2 separate regions of the Mus musculus genome follow, and region 2 is linked to region 1. Evidence: chromatin contacts called from public HiChIP or PLAC-seq data. All regions are on one chromosome and are shown on one strand. Each heading gives the region's core, a stretch centred on a gene start, on an enhancer-like site or on the middle of the called end of the contact. The rest is flanking DNA. Distances are from core to core; before and after follow the strand shown. Region 1 overlaps Rab7 (RAB7, member RAS oncogene family). Region 2 overlaps Mgll (monoglyceride lipase).

Region 1 (6,434 bases), core at 3,187-5,686:
CAGATTTGTGAGTTCGAGGCCAGCCTGGTCTACAGAATGAATTCCAGGACAGCCAGGGCTACACAGAGAAACCCTGTCTCAATAATAATAAGTTATTATTATTATTATGGAGGATAACAGACCACAGGACCTTACAGTAAGAATGTGTATATGAAAAGACATGAAAGACATGCACAGAGCATATTTTCATCCTCTGCCTTCTGGTCAACACAGACTTCTATCTGACTTCCTCAAGTGTCCCACTCAAATGCTTCCCACATAAGCACCCTCAGAGACACAGCCAAAACAATTTTGAGGTAAGGACGTGGGCAACCAAGGTCTAATCAAGTCGACAAATGCTGTCCTATCTAGATAGACATGAAACCTAATCAAGCACCCATTTGTGGTTTCAAGTAAGATGGGGTGCTGTGACACTCACAATCTTTTCTCTTTTTTGCGTGGTGTGATTGGAAAGGTGGGATTTGAGGATGGTGCGAGGGGGCTGCAGAGGCTGCAGAGAGAGAGAGAGAGAAGAAGAAGGAAGGATACAGAGAAGAGATGGACCATGAGCACATGGCCAGGACCAGCAAGTAACAAGGGACGTTATGGCTGGGAAATAAGTCAGAATAGCTCCAAACCTGCTCCATCTAGGCTTATGGCTTGTAAATAAAATACCTAGATTGTGTCTTTTTTACGGGCTAGATAGAACAATTAATTCCATTTACAACTGGCACCCAATGTGGGGTGCCAAAATGTTGTGGTAAATATTATTTGGGGGTTTCTCCTCAACCTTGAGCATTTAGTTCCCAAAGAGACACATAAGCTTTATAATAAGCCTTAAGGCACTAGAGCTTGGCAGATATCAACCCTCTATGCTATTTTGTCTACTTCACTGTCAGTAACCCCAAGATATCCACTTGCCATGTTCCACCTGGCACTAGCACTCATGTAAATACCAGCGACACATGATGGCCTGTCAGTAATTCCAGCAAGGCGGGAACAGAGGTAAGAGACCCTGGAACAAATTGGCAACCTAGACTAGCTGAAGCAGCACAAGCTCTGAGACCCAACCTCTCAATATGTACAATGAACACTAACAGAAGACAGCATGAGCTCTTTCCCAGAACCGCATGTATGCATGAGCCACCCATACATACACACACACACACACACACACACACCCCATACACATATACACAAACCAAAAATGTGCCTTCAACAACATAAAATAAGCAAGATTAAAAATGGCCAATTTTACACCACATACATTGTTACCACAATAAAAATTAAATTTAAAAATGTCAAGTATGAAGCCGGGTGTGGTGGCGCATACCTTTAATCCCAGCACTCAGGAGGCAGAGGCAGGCAGATTTCTGAGTTTGAGGCCAGCCTGGTCTACAAAGTGAGTAGGACAGCCAGGGCTACACAGAGAAAGAAACCCTGTCTCGAAAAAAAAAATGTCAAGAATATGTTTTTTACTATGCTCTTGCTATTATCAACAGACACTAAGGAGGAAAAAAGATTATAAACCAAAATCTAAACTTGTGCCAATACCAAGCTGCTGTGATTGGAGCAGCTTTATTTTGGGGAAGTTTCACTATGTTTAAGGAAGTAGGGCTTGGTCTGGACTTGTCATCTGCCTGCCTCAGCCTCCAGAGAGCTGGGATTTCAGGTGTGATTTTCTGTTATGCCTGGCTTGCTCTGATGTAAAATTTGAAATCATGAACTCTGACTCCAGCACAACCTAGTTCTGAGCAGTCACGACAATTTGGACATTCAGAAATCCATGAGATAGAAGATAAATTTTGGGTAGGTTATAATTTTGCTTGCTTTTTGAAACAGAATCTTACTATGCTGTAGCACCAGGCTGGCCTAAAACTCTTGATCCTTCTGCCTTTGCTAGCAAAATTAGCTCAAGTTACAGCTGTATGCTGCAATACCCAGAAAAGGCAGATAATTAAAACTGGGAGTGTTCTGTCAGGCTGTGGTAGCACTTACCTTTAATCCCAGCACTCAGAAGGCCGAGGCAGGCAGATCTGAGTTCAAGGCCATCCTGGTCTACAGACTGAGTTCCAGGACAGCCAGGACTATACAGAGAAACCCGGTCTTGATAAACAAAAGCAAAAAAATTAGGGCTATTGAAGTGGCAATTTAAGGAGTCTTTGGAAAGTCAGTCCAATGTTGTTTTGCTAGGGCAAACACGTGAAGGAACACTTTGTTAAAGTGGACACAGGTGTGAAAGGCTAAGGCAGACTCTTGAAAAAACGTTTCACTGAAGCACACAGGAGAGGATGTTCTGCTAAAGCAAGCACGTGAAAGGACAAGTGATGAAGGATTTTTGAAGACAGACTCGTAGCCCTAGCTGTCCTAAACTCTCTATGTAGATCAGGCTGGCCTCAAATTCAGAGATCTGCCTGAGTTTGCCTCCTCAGTGTTGGAATTAAAGACACTTATCACTATGACAGGCTAGTGCTTTGGCTAGTGTTTGCTGCCTTTTAACCGAACAGGGAAGACCCACCTTAAATGAGAGCAACTTGGGCTGGAGTCAGGGTCTGAAAGACAGGAGATATGCTCACCACCAGTGAGCATCTGTTTCCTGACATCAGAGAGGTAAGTAATCACCACTTTATGCTCCTACTGCCATGTTTTTCCCACTATGATAGGCTGTCCATTTTCTTTCTTTTTTTAAAAAGATTTATTTATTATTTATTATATCTTAAGTACACTGTAGCCGACTTCAGACACACCAGAAGAGGGCATCAGATCTCATTACAGGTGTGAGCCACCATGTGGTTGCTGGGATTTGAACCCAGGACCTTCGGAAGAGCAGTCAGTGCTCTTAACCGCTGAGCCATCTCTCTCCAGCCCCAGTTGTCCATTTTCAAACTGCAAACCAAAACAACCACTTCTTCCTTTAATGGATTCTTCTCAGACAGTTATCACGGCCTCTTCAATGTCTGGAGCTCAGAGGCAAACAGCACTTGCTGCTCTTGCAGAGGGAGGGCAGGGGTTTGGTTCCCAGCACCCACATGGTGTCTCGTGACCATTTTCTGGTGATCCAATGCCCTCTTCAGACCTCCTCAAAGCACCAGGCATACACATGCTACACATACACACACATAGCAAGCACTTATATACATTGAAGAAATCTTTTAAAACAATGTATTTGTGTGTGTGTGTGTGTGTGTGTGTGTGTGTGTGTGTGTGTGTGTGAGAGAGAGAATGTGTGAGAGAAAGAGAGAGAGAACGTGTGCTGCACCACACTGTAGAGTCCAGACTAGCTAGCCCCCAAGCTTCTAGACAATTTCTGCTTCTCTTTTTCCCCTAGGAGTGACAGGATTAAGATGCACCCTGCTGCATCTGGCCTTCTATGTAGGTTCTACAGATTGACTTGGGTCATCACACTTGTGGTGGTTTAATGAAAATGGCCCCCCTGGCTTGTACCAGGGAGTGGAAGTCCTTGACAGGATTAAAAAGCTTAGTAGACTTGGCCTAGATAATGAAGTGTGTCGCTGAGGGTGGGCTTTGCTTTCAAAAGCCCAGGCCAGACCCATGTGTCTCTGTCAGCCTGTGGATCAGCATGTAGCTCACTCAACGACCTCTCCAGCACCATGTCTACCATGCTCCTGCCACGAGAATAATGGACTAGGCCTCTGAAACCATAAGCCAGCCCCAGGTAAACACTTTCTCTTGTAAGAGTTGTCATGGTTGTGGTGTCTCTTCACAGTAGCACAGTAACTAAGTGACTGAGACACTTGTACGGCTGCCACTTTTGGTCGTTTAGTCATCTCTCTCGCACTTCACTCTCTCTCATCAGTATTTTGTGACTTTGTTTCGTCTAACCTGGTTAATTATTTTCCATGCTTTTACAAATGAAATAATTTTATTATTAATCATCCTTTTGAGATGATTAATGTATAGAACTGTGACTTTAGCATTCAGGAGACAGAGGAAGGCGGGTATCTGTGAGTTCAAGACCAGCCTAGTCTACACAGGGAGCCAAGGACAGCCAGAGTTCTGTTAGAGAAACCTGGTGTCAAAATACACACACACAAATGCCTCAAACAAACCAAGACTTCAAGATTTTTAGGCAATTCTGCCTGTATCCACCGATACCCTGTACCGTATCCACCTTGAAATTTTACTTCTGAATAAATCCCTTGTATTTTGTGGGAGTGGGAGAATTCTTTCTGTACAACTAGATCTCTAAATAAAACCATTGTTCAGGCATTACAGCACAAGCCTTGGGAGGCAGATGCAGGAGGATTTATGTGAGTTTGGGGCCAGCCTAGTCTACAAAGTGAGTTCTAGAATATCCAGGACTACACAGAGACCCTGTGTCACAAAAGAATAACAACAAAATTACTGTTTGTTCACAAAGGTGGAGCTGAAGTTGTGGCTCAATGGTAGATGGTTGTCTACCCTGCACAGAGCCACGGGTTCAGCAGCCCCAAACTACAAAATAATACAAAAAGCCACTAGTAATATACTAAAGTCACCGAAATCTTAACTTTGAGTATGGCATGTAATATCTTTATACTATTTTCTTTTGCTGATGGCACTTCCTTATTAATTTTTAATTTATGTACTTAAGTTATTTCGTCCCTCCCCAGGCCTTTCTACAGCACAGTGCTCAGCACCATGCATGCTGAGGCTGCCTGCCCGCTGACTATACTTTCACTTCCCCTGAATCCCAAGGATAGAACTCAGTGTTCTCTACAGCAGCAAGGAGAAAGAAACAGAAAAGCCAACTCACTGCTCAGTTTCTAACCAGCACTGTTTGAACAGGTGAAATTACTAATTAACTATACATGCCATCTACCCATCACACACACACACACACTCACACACACACACACACACACACACACTCACACACACACACACACTCACACACACACACACTCACACACACACACACTCACTCACACACACTCACACACACACTCACACACACACACACACTCACACACACTCACACTCACACACTCACACACACACACACACTCACACACACACACACTCACACACACTCACACTCACACACTCACACACACACACACACACTCACACACACACACACTCACACACACTCACACTCACACACACACACTCACACACACACACACTCACACACACACACACACTCACACACACACACACTCACACACACACACACACACTCACACACACACACTCACACACACACTCACACTCACACACACACTCACACACACACACACTCACACACTCACACACACACACACACTCACACACTCTCACACACACACACACACTCACACACACTCACACACACTCACACTCACACACACACACACTCACACACACACACTCATTCTAACTACACACACTAACCATACAGGGGAATCTTTCTAATCAGGCCTGCTTTAAAACCCTACTAGGGTTTAAAAAACCTTGCCCAGAAGGGTCTATCTTTCAGGGACAACCAGCAGATAGTAGATCCTCTACAACTTCAGGCAATGTCATGAGTTCACAGATTTGTAAGCCACAAAGATATCCATTTGGCAGGAACAGCTGAGTAGGTGCAGGGAGACAGACTTCATATGACCTGGACAAACGTTAGCTCAGCCTCCAGAAGATAATGAAAAACGGGAAGACCTGGCTGACCCGTGAACTTCTGTCTAGAAGGCAATCATTTTCTTCAACTTAGACTGCTAAAAGTTCCTTGAAAAGTTCTGAAAAGAAAAACTGGCCCAACAGTCTATTCTGTAAAAACTAATTGTCTCTTGATCTGCCAAAATAAGAGGTGGCTCAGCAATTAAGGGTAATGACTACTCTTCCAAAGGACAAGCACCCACATGGTGGCTCATGGCCATCTGTAACTCCAATCCCAGTGAATCAGATACCTTCTTCAGGCCCCCTTGAGGAATCAGGCTCAGGAGTGCTGCCTGACATACAGGCAAGATATCCAAACATATAAAATAAAAATATTTTCAATTAATAAAACAGAAAATCCACCATTAACAACTCTCCACAGGAGTGATGAACCCAGTTCAAAGACAACAATTAACAAACAGTAATTCATCTAGATTATGAAGTAACTGTTGCTGTGAACTCTTTGTTGTTATTGATCAGTGCCAGTGCATGCTCCCAGGTGTGTGTGTGAGGAGGTGTGTGTGTGAGGAGGTGTGTGTGTGAGGAGGTGTGTGTGTGAGGAGGTGTGTGTGTGAGGAGGTGTGTGTGTGAGGAGGTGTGTGTGTGAGGAGGTGTGTGTGTGAGGAGTTGTGTACGCCAGAGGCTGACACTAGGTGTCTCACCTACTGCTCTCCAACTTGGATCTTGAAACAGTCTCTCACTGAAGCCACAGCTCACCACTTCAGCTACAGCTGCTGACCAGCAGGTCCCTAAGATCTACCTATGCCTCCTACCTATGCTGGAGTCACAGAAGTGCCCCCTCACACCCAGCTTTTTGT
Region 2 (7,446 bases), core at 3,703-6,202, 790 kb after region 1:
CGAGCTGACAGAATCTCCTCCTCTCAGGTTGACCTGTACAACTCTGACCCACTCGTCTGCCGAGCAGGGCTGAAGGTGTGCTTTGGCATACAGCTGCTGAATGCCGTCGCAAGAGTGGAGCGAGCAATGCCCAGGCTGACACTGCCATTCCTGCTGCTGCAGGGTTCTGCTGACCGGCTTTGCGACAGCAAAGGTGCCTACCTGCTCATGGAATCATCCCGGAGTCAGGACAAAACACTCAAGGTGAGGGACAGGAGGCCATGTCACGGGGTGGTTGGGGGGTCAGACCAGCCTGACTGGGAAGACTCCTCAACTGATACAGTTGAAGGGTTAGAGGCAAATGAACTTCGTGACAGCAAATGGTTCTCCAGTTCATTGCTTCACCAGAATGAACCTCAACAAAGGAAGAGAGCAATCTGATGGCATGGGCAAGAAAAAAACCCGTAGCTCGGGTTCTGGGGCCCTTGGGTGAGCCTGGTCTGCAAGGGCATCTACTGGGGTTGGCCCTGTGGTTATGGCCCCCTGAAGACAAGCTGCAGTTGGATGGTGTAACATGTTTGACACGAGGAACAGTCAGAGTATCACCCAGCGGCTTTCAGGACAGATGCTGTTTGGGTCCAGATAGATGTGTATGACATTTGTCCCATTGAACTAGGAGGCACCCCAATTGAGGTGAGACCCTGCTGGGCACTAGTCAGATAATATGTAACTCCCTAGATGAAGCATACCCACCTACTTACCCACATGGTTAGGCTCCTAACCTGCACAAGTGTGTGGATGCCACGTAACCCTCACTGTTTTATAAAGACAGCCAGGTGACTCTTCAAAAGTGGTAGAGTCGGGATTTGAACTGAGGTCCTTGGGCTTCAGTCTGCAGTTTCCCCCAACTCTGCACCACCCTGGCAAATAGTCAAGGGCTCCCCTTGGGTTGCTGCTCAGGGGTGGAGTTCTACCCTGTTCAGCAGTTATCCATCACTTCTGCAACTCCTGATTATTTGGAGGAGGTCCTGAGGACAGTCTGACAAAGGCTCTCCCTCGCCCTGGAGCCTGCACCCCAGTGAGTGAGCACAGAGAAAATGGATGCTCAGAATGCCTGTGAATGGGGGACAGGGGCTGCAGGCCAGGGGGATTCGAGGACACTTCCCTCCCATGAACTGATAGGCATGAACTGTCTGGGAGACTAGCCATGGTAGAACATTCCAGACCAAGGAAAGGACAGGTGGGAAGCTCTTGGTCTTGGCACAGGGAGCAGACGTGAGAACAAGGCTGTCCCAGGAGGAGGGACCCGTGAGAAACACTGTGCAGAGCCTCGGAGAGGAAAGATGCATGCTGCCCTCAGATGGGAGACGCCTGTGCCCCCTGGCATGCAATCCCACCTAAGGAGCGAACACACACAGCATGTGGAGGCTTCTGAAGAATAATAAGTGTGTTGAAAAGCAAAATGAGCCAGGCTCAGACAGCCAGGAGTGGCATGGCCTTAATGGACATGTGTGAACTAAGCCCCTGAACCTACATTGTGAACAAATGACGGTTCCCAGAGCTGGGAGGAGGGACAGACAGGCGGACAGGAGGACTGGTAGATTAGGCACAGATGCAGTTAGATGGCTATCTTGGTGTTCTGTTCCTCCTTGAATATTTCAAAATGAGAGAGACATGTTGGGCACAGAGGAATAAGTAGCCAGGGGTGGTGGAGCTGTTGATTGCCTTATACTGCACTGAAGGCTGCTCCTGGGCTTTGAGCCTGTAGAAGCAAGGGAGCTGGCTGCAGTGTCCCCTGAGATGGGTGACCCCAGCGGACATCAGAAAGAACTCCGAAGGCAGTTGGCAACTGGGTGGGTCTCAGTTCTGAAGGAAGGCTGATTGCAGGGGCATCCTGGCCAGCCGTGTAGTGTACTGTGGTTACTGGGCTGCTGGGGCTAAGGGAGCCACCTGCAAGGGAGGGAGCTGACCAGGACAGGGCAGAGCCATGGTAAGACTGAGGGCCACCGGTCTGCCTCTAGTCACTGACATCCAAGAGTCATCCAGAGACAGCCAAGCCTCAAGGGTCTCTGGGTATGGCAAGTGAGATCCCTGGAGACCTTGCCATGGGTGTCACTGCTATGGGGGGGGGGGGTTGGGGGGAGGGATGGGGAACTTGGGAGAGTGTTGGAAGGTAGGGGTGTGAAGATGGACCAAGGAGCTTCTCTGAAGGAAGGATGAATCTAAGCTTCACCAGCTGGAGAGCCCTGGGAACAGCAGGGGCTATCCAACCGTCACAAAGTTGTAATTCATGACAAGAAGGTGCTGCCTGGGGCAGAGCAGAGATACCTTCTCAGCTGCCAGGGAGCCCGAGGCAGGGCAGCCTAAGCAACACGGCAACGTCCCATCTAAAAATGAAGTAGGGGAAACACTTGGATGTGCCTGCCTGGTGAGCTCGCATGGCGTTGTGCACGCCTGTCCCCGGCCTGTCCTACACCCGTTCTAACTCCCAGTCTCTCCTGCTTGCAGATGTATGAAGGTGCCTATCACGTCCTCCACAGGGAGCTTCCGGAAGTGACCAACTCCGTCCTCCATGAAGTAAACTCGTGGGTGTCTCACAGGATAGCAGCAGCAGGAGCTGGGTGTCCACCCTGAACATGCTGGCCAGGCAACCAGCTCATGGTCTGGGGGGAGGCAGGCAGAGGAAGGGCAGTGCTGGCTGGCTCAAAAAAAAAAAAAAAAATCACAAATTGGAGGAACCCTTAGTACCCTAGTGCAACTTGCTTTGGGAAAAAAAAAAAGGATCATTTGTCATATAGATGGCTACTGGCCACTGATCTACTACCTTAAGGAGCAGGCACTTTATGAAGGAGGGAGTATATTTTCTACACAGAGACTGTGTGGAAATATCCTTTGAATTAAAAAAAAAAAAAAAAAAAAAAAGCAAAGCAGCATTGCCCACCTCTCCCAGCTCCTGTGGGGTTCGGGGACTCTCTGGCAGTCCCAGATCCCAGTCTGCAATAATCAGAGGTCTCTTTCCTCCTGAACCAAGTCCTCTCTGACTGGCTGTCCTCTGGCATATGATGAGGTGGCCTGTATCCCCACAGCTAGCTCCCTAGCAGGCTCATGTGCCCCTCCAAGGCACTTCCTCAAAACGGGCAACTACCCTATGACCTGGTCAGCGACTTTTCAGATGGAAGCCAGGCTGGGGGAAGGGAAGGTGGCCCCAAATAGCTCTTCTCCCCCACACAACTCCCCCCTCCCACCCTGCTGGGAGTTTGGTCACCCACAGCATGTTGTATGTATTTAGAAAGGCACCTTTTCTCAGGTCACTAAGTACTCCATGCTGAGGAGGGTGGCTTTGAAGATAATTGTTTAATATATATATGGTATATTCTAAATTAAAGATTATATGGGTGGGTGGGTAAAGCCTAGGCGGCTTTGGAGGAACCAGTACCCCCACACAGGGTCGGTCTGCCGAGGACCCAGCCCCCTAATTGAGGACTAGTTGGCTCTCCTGGCAGAGAAGACACAGGGTGGAGGACTGTGGCCCTGGGTGGTCCCTCTGTCCAGAGCCACTAGGAGTTGCTTGCCAGTAGCACAGCTACCTCTGGTGGTAGGAGAGACTCCCATGGAGCCACCACGGTGCTGGCTGCCTGCCAGGGGCAGCACAGAGCACTTCAATGACTACCGGCAGACAAGGACCACAGCTGTCTGCACCCCATGCCAGACTGCAGCAGGATGGCCCAGCCAGGCCTCAGAGAGGCTCCCCTGAAGCAGTGAAACCCAAGCCCCCTGTCCTCTCAGGTGCCCGCCTGAAGGCCTCCCCCAGGCCTCACTTAGCGCCAGCAATAACTGGGGCTCACTGCTCTCTTGGAGCACTCACTGCTCTCCTGGAGCACTTCTATCTTTACGGAGGGCCTTGCTGTTACCTCAGGAGTCCTGTCGATGCATGTAGAACCCTGGAAAGGGGCACTGCTGCCAAGGAGAGCTGCCTGGCTGCTGGAAGGGGTGGGTGGGCCTCCAGGAAGGTGGGATCCAAGTGTCCTTTCTGGAGTTGATTCTAGGTCCTGGGAAGGGCCCTCTGCCCCCTCTGGTGACCCTGACCATGCATAGCAGTCAGAGGCTGGCCACCTACTATAGGTCATAAGGTCACTGTGCCCCTCAACAGGGCCCAAGCACTGCATGCAGGGAAGGAAGGGCCCAGGAGCTGTCCAGAGCCCCCTCTTAGCTCTCCTTCTGTTTAGAAAATGAAGACAGAAAGAGTGTGGGAAGAGGGGCAGCCAGCACTCCCTCCTGCTCAGGGAACCCTGGACAGCAGTGGACGGGCATGGGGTATTTTGGCTCTCCATTAAGTTAAAACCATTCCAGACTACTGTGCTCAGATCTGTGACTCTCACCAGGAGCCACCCAAGGCTGCTCCCAAAAGCACACTGACAATGCCACTTTTCCAAACCAAACGCCAGCTGGCGGCTTTCATGCATGACATCATTTAGAGATGCATTTGTATCTGGTTAAAGAACCACTAACACTAAAACCCAGGGGTGGGATGATCAGAAGTTAAGACTGTCTTGTGAAGCCTGTAAGAGTCATGTTAAGAGTCATGTCCCTGCATGACAGCACCGGGGCTCCCTCTGTAGAGAGCTAGGCCAGTCTCGTCAGACTCCGCCCCTGTCACTGGAGGAAGCCTGACCAGCAGGGCTTCACAGTCACCCCCATCACCACAGGATGCAGAGGAATTGGGGTACGGAAAAAATGCTAGGACACACAAGGCTCGGCCTGAAGAAGGTGGAAGCCAGCAAGAAACCGCCGATGGTCCTCCCCCGGGTGAAGGAGGGGAGCCAGAACCCGCAAGAACAGAGCATCTGTGGGCTTTTCCAACAACCATGGACTTAGGGCCTGAAAAGCTTTTTAGAAGGTGCCACCTGCAGGCAGTGGAACATCTCAACCACTAAGCCCCAGTTCCTTAGAGATAGGGGAACAGCCTCCCTCCACCATGTGAGCATCGGGGGAGTGCTCTGCTCACATCCTGCCTCTGGGCCACCTCACACTTCCCTTTCTCTCCTGATTGCTAATGTAACTTTCTAAGGATCACAGTGGGTCACTGGTTTGTCACTGTCACTGCGCCCAGTCACTCCCCACGTATACTCCTAGTGGGGAACCTGTATCGGCTTAGAATTACTAAAGAAGCCAATGTGCACTACAGCTCACCGTAATAAAAACCACGTGCTTTTGGAGAGGCCTGTGTCTGCGTGTCTGTCTGTCTGCCTGGCCTCTCGTCCTATGTGTCAACTCCTCTTGCTAAGAGAACTTCAGGCCTGTGCTGGAAGCAGTGAAGTTGTGTGCTTGTCACCTGGTGAGAAGGACTCGGCAGCCCTTTCCAGGGTCAAAGGTCAATTCAATACCTGGATTTTTTATTCTCCCATGCGTTCTTGGGGAGGTCATGCTAGAGCATAGCCCCCCACCCCCACCCCAGTGCTCGAGCAGCCTGAACAGCTTGCTGTTAACTGAGTGCCTGGCATGGCCACACCCCATCTTTACTCATGTCATTCCCCTGGCTGTGGGTGAGTCTGTTGCTGGAGTCCTGGGCACCTCCCCTTGCTCCCCACAATCTCCTGACCAAACAGCTCTACTTTCCGAGTGTCACCAGAATCAGGCTGGCCCACTTTCGCTATGACCAAATTCCAGCACCTGGGCTGGCGGCCTTCATGCATGACTTCATTTAGAGATGCATATGTGTCTGGGTAAAGAATCACTAACACTGAAAGGGGGGAAATGATCTTCTGGAGCGGGGACAGGCACATGCATGCATCATGTGCCTGCCTGACATGATCAGAGCTAGGGAGCACCAGCTCCCTCGGGGGTCCCTGCCAAGTCAAAACTCTCTCCTATGCAAAGGTCTCTTGAGACCCCCTACTGACTAAAGGCCAAAGTCCCTACTGTGGGTGGTTTCCAAGCTGTACCCTCCATCATTGACAGCCTCTCCATCCCCTGCTTTCTCTCTCAGTACCCCGTGCCACTAGACATGATAGACTAGCTGTCCTCTGGGCACTTTCATGGACATGACAGACTAGCTGTCCTCTGGGCAGCCCGCTGTCCCTTACATGGGTCATGTCCCTTTCTGATGTCCAGAGGTTCCTCAGGAATAACTGTGTCGTGGGGCTACAGAAGGAGGAAGGGACCAAGTGGGAGGAGGGGCAGAGGGAAAAGTAATAAATGAATACGGGGAGCGAGAGAATGTGTGAAAACGGATGCAGGAGGCTGTGACCGGGTGAATGAGCACGGTGAACAAGGGAGGGAAGACGGAAAGAGGCAGTGTCTGAAAACAGCACTCGCCTCAAAGGTGATAAGAGATCTTTTATTCTGAAGCTAAATATGAATGACCATGGCCTGGGAACACGAACTCAGGTCACTCGGGATTCCACGTCCCAATGTCCAAGTTTCATAAAGTCTTTATAGTGACAGAATTAAAGTCATGGATCAAGGTGCTTCTCAGATACATTGATGGAAATGTTAAGTACCCAAGTGTAATGGTTTGTATAAGAAATGTCTCCCATGGGCTCAGGTCCTCGGCTGGAGGCGCTGTTTGGGGAAGTTAAGAAGTGGAGCCTTGCTGGAGGAAGCATGTCACCATGGATGGACTAAGTCAATCCTGGTCATGGTGTTTTATCACAGCAAGAAAAAGTAACCAACACAAGTGAGAGTGAACTGGGGAAGTCCGCTGTAGACCTCAGATGCTGAGTTTAGTTTAGCTTTTTGGTTGGTGGAAGCCACTGCCCAGCGAGGTTAACACATTTCAAGGGGTTTTGCCTATTAATCACAAGGATGCTCAGACACAAGGTAGGCAGGGAATGGCTATTAAAGAGGCTGAAGATAGCTCATGATAAATTGTAATTGGGCTCTTGACCTATATCATCTCAGCTTCTCTACAACCTTTGAAGTTCCAATCAGCTTTACACAAGGTTCACAGGGAAAAGGGAAGAAGGAAGATTCCTTCTTCCCAGGAACTTATGGTTCACAGGAGTGAGGGCATGGATGAGCTCCTGCGGAAAGACCAGGTACATGGTCTTAGGGCATGCACCTTTCAAAGAATAGAACAGGAATTAGGAATTGCATGGGCACAGCTGGGGAGACAGGGAAATGAACCACCAATGGGCTATAAGAGGAACTGAGACACCGGACATGGTGGACTGTTGCCAGATGAACCTGCATCATGCAGGCCTGCAAAGGGGGTGGGGGGACAGGACAGCACAGGGAGAACAAAGGTCGGAGCAGTGAGGCAGATACCTGCTAGCAGTGTCTGACTGATGGGACGAAGCTACTCGAGAGGTGACAGCAATCTTGGGGTCCAGGAGAAAAAAAAACACAACCCCACCTCCCGATCCCTGGAGGGAAGGAACATCAGCCTATGATGCTCAGTGCCCATTTTTAGAGTTCTGGTTCTACTCCCCAGGGAGGCAGGGTTCACATGATGAATGACTGGTGATG

The links. HiChIP or PLAC-seq counts read pairs in DNA pulled down with a chosen protein or histone mark.
Region 2: a contact with region 1 is called in an H3K27ac HiChIP or PLAC-seq map of microglia, with 5 times the contacts expected there. The contact joins two enhancer-like sites. A contact is called at or near these places in 5 of 39 promoter capture datasets (the 3T3-L1 cell line, HPC-7-derived erythroid cells, hippocampal neurons and 1 more) and 1 of 115 datasets of contacts at active chromatin or transcription factors (microglia).

The regions. Positions count from the first base shown.
Region 1 is chr6:88,029,050-88,035,483 of GRCm38.p6, forward strand. The region is part of intron 1 of Rab7 (RAB7, member RAS oncogene family); the gene reads right to left. Among named protein-coding and RNA genes, the nearest start is that of Rab7, 13 kb to the right of the region's middle. Within about 2 kb of position 4,437, at least 41 of the 459 cell types and tissues checked have an H3K27ac peak or open chromatin away from gene starts, as enhancers often do. A contact at or near this core is called in microglia, where this site is marked.
Region 2 is chr6:88,823,164-88,830,609 of GRCm38.p6, forward strand. It overlaps Mgll (monoglyceride lipase), which reads left to right. Exons shown (of 8, transcript NM_011844.4): 7 at 28-243; 8 at 2,488-5,197. The coding sequence ends at 2,613. Among named protein-coding and RNA genes, the nearest start is that of Abtb1, 15 kb to the right of the region's middle. Within about 2 kb of position 4,953, at least 84 of the 459 cell types and tissues checked have an H3K27ac peak or open chromatin away from gene starts, as enhancers often do. A contact at or near this core is called in microglia, where this site is marked.